Linked DNA regions of Gossypium hirsutum: region 1 is linked to region 2. Evidence: chromatin contacts called from public Hi-C data. All regions are on one chromosome and are shown on one strand. The core of a region is the stretch at or near the end of the contact, and the rest is flanking DNA. Distances in the headings are between cores, read along the strand shown.

Region 1 (2,700 bases), core at 120-2,619, 330 kb after region 2:
TAATAAAAGTAAATGATAGTTTTTATTTCCAAAAGATCTTACCAATCAAAATAAGCAAAAAGAGGTGAATTTCTTCTTCCTCCTTCAATCTACAAGCTTTCCTTTGCACATTTTCTTGTAACTTCTCATTCTACCTCATCTACTTTAATAACAAATAAAAATTACTCATATTACTAATGTCATTAAATGATCATATTAATGGCTCAACAACTCATTCAAAGCAAGTAAACATGAAATAAAATGCTAAGATACTAAAATAGGAAGAGTTCTTACCAAAGCCCTAAACTTTTTTACTATAAGCTCATAAACTCTAAGTGATAGCATGATGTAGATGATGATAAGTTTTAGCTCAAATGTAACTTTTGTAAAGGCTTTTTGTAAGAAATAGAGGAAAAATAGTGAAAATTTGAAGAGGAAATAAGTAGAGATGAAAAGAAGAGAAGAGAATAATGAAAGCTTCTCTTCCTGTGTTGTAATGATTGGCTACTAGAATGGCTAGTATGGAGATTTTCCCCTTTTATTTGTTTTATGATATTTAAAATAAAAAAGTTTGGCAAAAATGTCGAAAGAAGAAAAAAATTTAATGTAAAAAGAGCTTATAATTATCTAAAAGTAAATTTATCATCACACTCTCTCATAGGTACTAATATTTAATCATATTTAAGTTCCAAATGATTATAATATCTTTGGTGATAAAATTATCATTTAACCTCTCAACACCTATTTGTATTTGATTAAACTCGAAACTTTAAAAATGACTTAATATGTTTTTCTAAGGTTTCACAACTTTTCAAAAATTGTTGAATCCACCAAAATTGAATTTTCTTATCGAATTCCTGAAAAAGTCTCGTAAGAAAATTGAAACATTTTGGGGTGTTACAGTAGAATTTACCTTTTTTCTAAAAAAATTGTTATATGAATTTTTCACCCATAATTTATTTTGATGGACTAAATTGTTCCTTTATCATATAGCTTATTTATCTACAATATATATATTTAAAAGTATGAGTTTGAAATTTTTTTTGAACAGATGAGATTACTTTTTATTTTTTATCATATTATTAAATTTACATTTTAAAATAAAAAAGATGAAGTAAAATAAAAAAATATGATAATTATACATTAAAAAGATAATTATTATACATTTAAAAATATTATAATTTAATTCACAATTTCATTAATTTTGTAATTAAAAATATAATATTTAAAAGTTAGTGACATTAGAAGCTAGTTAACAAAAATAATTGAAGTTTACTTACTTTAAAATTATACATGGATTAAATTGATAAGAAAGTAAATTACTACAGGTTATCTTTTACGACAAAATTTCAAAAGTAAAATCTCCAATTTACCCTTCTTTTATTGACGAAAGCCGGCCCCCATTAATTATAGAAAGTTAGGGTTTTTTATTTTTGGGAGAAATAGTAATGGCGGCGGCAGCGGCGACGATGGTCAGCTCCGCTGGAGGGTTACTGGCGATGCTCAATGAGAGCCATCCTCAGCTGAAGTTGCATGCTCTCTCTAATCTTGTCAGCTTCGTGGACCAATTTTGGCCAGAGATCTCCACCAGCGTTCCTATAATGTAATACTTATTACTTTCTGTATTTTTTTCTTATTCTTTTTGTTAGGGTTTGCGGTTTGGTTATTTTGATCTGATTGGTTGTGGGTAGTTTTAAGGAAAACGGAGTGAAGAAAACTTTTGTTGATGTTTACTGTGAATTAGTTTGAATTTTGCAAGTGCGCTAGTTTGAAATTTTTGCTACGTATGGAGATTAGGCTTGTTTTAATTTATGGTTTTGGAATTAGGTTTTACCTTGCAAAAGGGGTTCAACTTAATTATTGCAGTTTTGCTTATGTGATAATTGATTGCTTTAGTCAGGCTAGCTTGTTTGTACAAAAATTTTCAAGTTTCAGATTAGGAAGAACTAAAAGCAATTGTTGTGCTGTGTGGGTACTGATTTGTTTACTTAAGAAGTTATAACTTTTGAGTGAATAAAAAAATGGAAACGGTGATTTTCAAAATTTTACACTAGATCAATTCATTTTGGCTAGGGGCCTAAGGGTAGACATGGTAAATTGTGTCTGATTTGTGTTCTTGTATGTCGTGTCATGGTTGTGTTTTAAGGTATTTTATATTTATATAAAATTTGATAATTAATATATCATGTTGTATATTTATATTTTGAGGCATTCATTTGTTCATGTTGTGGCTTTTGTTATATTTTAGTTTTTTTTTCTATGTCGTAGCTAATATTGACAGATATACTGGAGGGGGATGTCTCTAGGTTTATCTTCATTCATCCACCTTCAGCTTATTTTAAATTTATGTATCACGTTTTTCAATTCTTAGATAGTTTATTTAAGTTTTATGTGGTGGAGTGATTCAAATTAAAGTAATGCACTGCATGCACGAGTTCCGTGCTTAAATGCTGATATTAAACTTGTGGTTTCCAGAGAAAGCTTGTATGAAGATGAAGAATTCGACCAGCATCAGAGACAACTTGCTGCGCTGCTTGTCTCAAAGGTCCTCTTCTCTTGTTCCTCTCAGTCTGTTTTTATAAGCATGCTTATGTTTTATGAGTGAATGCATATAACTAGCATATTTCCGGGAAATTGAGCTACTGATTTCTTTATGGAAATGGGAAAATAAAATCAGAACTACAAAATCTGATTCTTTGCATGTTTGGGACAAGTTTCTTA
Region 2 (2,892 bases), core at 187-2,686:
CCTCTTGCATGATTGGGCCAGGCACTGATGGCTTAGCCACACACCATAATTGTGTGGTTGGAGCCCTATTGGGATGTGGTAGAACCGTTGGGGGTGGGTACACAATTGGCGGTAGAAACTCTGGTGGGCTTGGATTAAACCCAAATGGTGATGGAACATTATATGGCGGGCTCACAACAACGGTTGGTGGGCTCAGCTCGTAATAGGGTGGGCTCAATACCGGCCCCGATGGGCTTGGTATGTAACCTGTTGGTGTTGGTATTGCTTGTGGAGGGCTTGGAAAAATACTAGGTGGGTTCGGGACTATTCCAGGTGGGCCTGGAAAATTACTAGGTGGGTTCGGGACTATTCCGGGTGGGCCTGGAAATATAATCGGCGGGTTCGGAACTATTCCGGGTGGGCTTGGTGGTGGGCCAAGAGGAGGAAAGTTGTAAAAGGGAGAGGGTGGGGAAGGTGAGGTTCCAATTGGAGGTTCAGGGGTATTTGGAGGGTTAACACAGTAAGGATGTGAATTTTCAGGGGGCAAAGAATCAAATGGTGGCAAAGAAAATGGTGAGCTTACTCCGTAAGGTTGAGTATTTGATGTATCAGTGGGTTGTTCAATCACTAAACTCATAAGTTTACTCATTAGCTCTAAGTTCTTTGTGTGCTTTATGATTGAATTTCTTTGATGTTTTGGATCTTTGATATGTTCCATTGATTTTCTTGCATCTGCCCAATAAACAACTGTTAGATTTACATTTAATCATCCCAAAACATTTTTGCCCTTCCCCAATAATATATATCACCCTGAATAAATGAAAAGATTGCAAATGTTAGGGTTTAAAACAACTAAGCTTATAATACCAAAACTAGAACATAAACATGGCATGACTACTTAATGACTCACACTTATACAACAAAATAGAAATATTCGTTTACTGAGGAAGACATAAATTACATGATGCGAGTTTGTATATTCATTAGAGGCGAAGCAAACTAAATATACTCCATGCAACATTTGGACTGTCAAAAACTAAAACAATGGAATCCTTTACCACACTTCTAGTTCTAGGGGCAGGGCCTTGTCATAAGGGTAAAATATTAATATTATAAATCTTTTTAAAAATAATAACATTGTAGGTTAATCCAACGATATAATTACATTTAATTCTAAAAAAATTATAATTTTATTTTGACCCCTCTTTGGATTTGCCCTACTGACATGGTAAAAATGAGGAACTTAAATAAAACAATAATGTAGCAGAAATCAGCTTACCGCAATGCATGGAAAGAGTGGCCGCCATTGTTGAAAAGAGAAGGAACATGCAAAGCCTGTTTTCCATGATTCAATTTCAGCAATGCCAAATCACTCAAAGACTATTCAAAGAGCAGAAGACTGATAATTGAGACATATATAAAGGCAACCAAAGGAGACAACTGTGTATGTTGGCCATCAAAGATTTGATTCTTGAGTATCTACTTTTATTGTAACTCGGATGTAAATGACATATTTGTTTCGATTTGAAAAAAATTAACATTTAAATTTAATTTGTTTAATATTTTAAAATTTGACTCCAATGACTAGCGAGCACATTATTGAAAAATTTTAATTTTGAATTTAAGCTTGAAGCATAAATAATCGAATTTAGACCTGAGCATGAGAATTAAATCTTATTTTTTACTAATCGAGTGAATTCGAGTAGTTTGGTTTTTATCTTGAATCAAGTTTGAGTTTTTAAAGTTAAAACTTGAGGGATCTCGAATTTAGAATTAAACTCGAGCTTGGCTCGAGTTGATTATGTAAATGAGTACTCACTTTTGCTTAGAAATGTAAATATGAAGAATAATGTAAAGGGATTAAAAGGTGTAAAGGAAGTTGTTCACTTTGATTTAACTTAAACATTTCATGTTGTTGATGCAAAATTGGCATATATGCTTGCTTTCATATTGGGAAAAATCAAAGTGAAGGTTTTTGGTTGCGCTTTTGTCTTGCTTGCTTTCTACTCAAAGTTCTCACTTTCTCACAATTTTTATGATTTGAATCATCCTGAGAATTGGATTATGATGAGTTTGAAATATGAAAAATGAATAAATGATAATTTAATTGTATATATATATTTATATTTGAATGTAAATCCGAAAAAAATATAAAAAAGAATAAGTGCTTTTAAAAATTAAGAGTCCAAATGATATAACTAGAGAGTGATATTAATCAAAGATGAAGCTGAGATTTTGCCATTGGGAGGATTAAGCTTTGTGCAAAGCCTTTTTTTTTTGGGTATGTTGAACATATCCTGTTGGACCCTCTCTATAAAAGTCTTAACTAATTGGAATATTAGAATGAAAAAGGCAGTTTTACAACTGTTTTTTTTCCTCTTAGAAAGTTTTACGACTGGTGAGATCGTAAAAATGTGCCCTTTTGCTGCATATTTTAGCATCGATGTAACGTGTCATACTGAAGCATCAACATGATTATTTGCCCTTCTATATGGGCCATCACTTTGGGGTAAGTAGGGACCAAGCTAGTAACTTTACGCAAAGGGGCTTAAGATAAAATTTTTAAATTTTGGTTTAATTAATGTATCATTTATATATATTTTTCAGTTTATAAAGATTAAAAGTTCGTGATTGTTCCTCTCAATGATGTCATATTCAAAGTTCAAACTTGAATTTTTTGCTTGAGAGTAATGTATTTTATTATTTCACTCAATATTTTTTGATAAAATTACTTAAAAAAAACTTTAAATTAAAAAATTAATTATAAAAAAGGGTAAAAAATAAAAATTTTCTGATAGGCTAAAGGATTAAATATTAATTTATTGATATTTGAGAGGTGATAAAAATGAAATATATTCTTTTCATTAAGGGAAACTAAAACTCTTATTTCAACTTTTAAGATAAAATATCGAA

What was found. Hi-C and Micro-C count contacts between places; a contact is called where the count stands out from the background.
Region 1: a contact with region 2 is called in a Hi-C map of leaf, with 2.7 times the contacts expected there. The contact joins the promoter of LOC107908474 here to the promoter of LOC107908478 in region 2. A contact is called at or near these places in 5 of 34 Hi-C or Micro-C datasets (callus, leaf and petal).

What each region holds. Positions count from the first base shown.
Region 1 is chrD02:43,365,470-43,368,169 of Gossypium_hirsutum_v2.1, forward strand. LOC107908474 (26S proteasome non-ATPase regulatory subunit 1 homolog A) reads left to right here and starts at 1,370. Exons shown (of 13, transcript XM_016835651.2): 1 at 1,370-1,582; 2 at 2,455-2,524. The coding sequence starts at 1,428.
Region 2 is chrD02:43,031,116-43,034,007 of Gossypium_hirsutum_v2.1, forward strand. LOC107908478 (extensin) reads right to left here and starts at 1,437. Exons shown (of 3, transcript XM_016835658.2): 1 at 1,259-1,437; 2 at 1-711. The coding sequence starts at 1,325.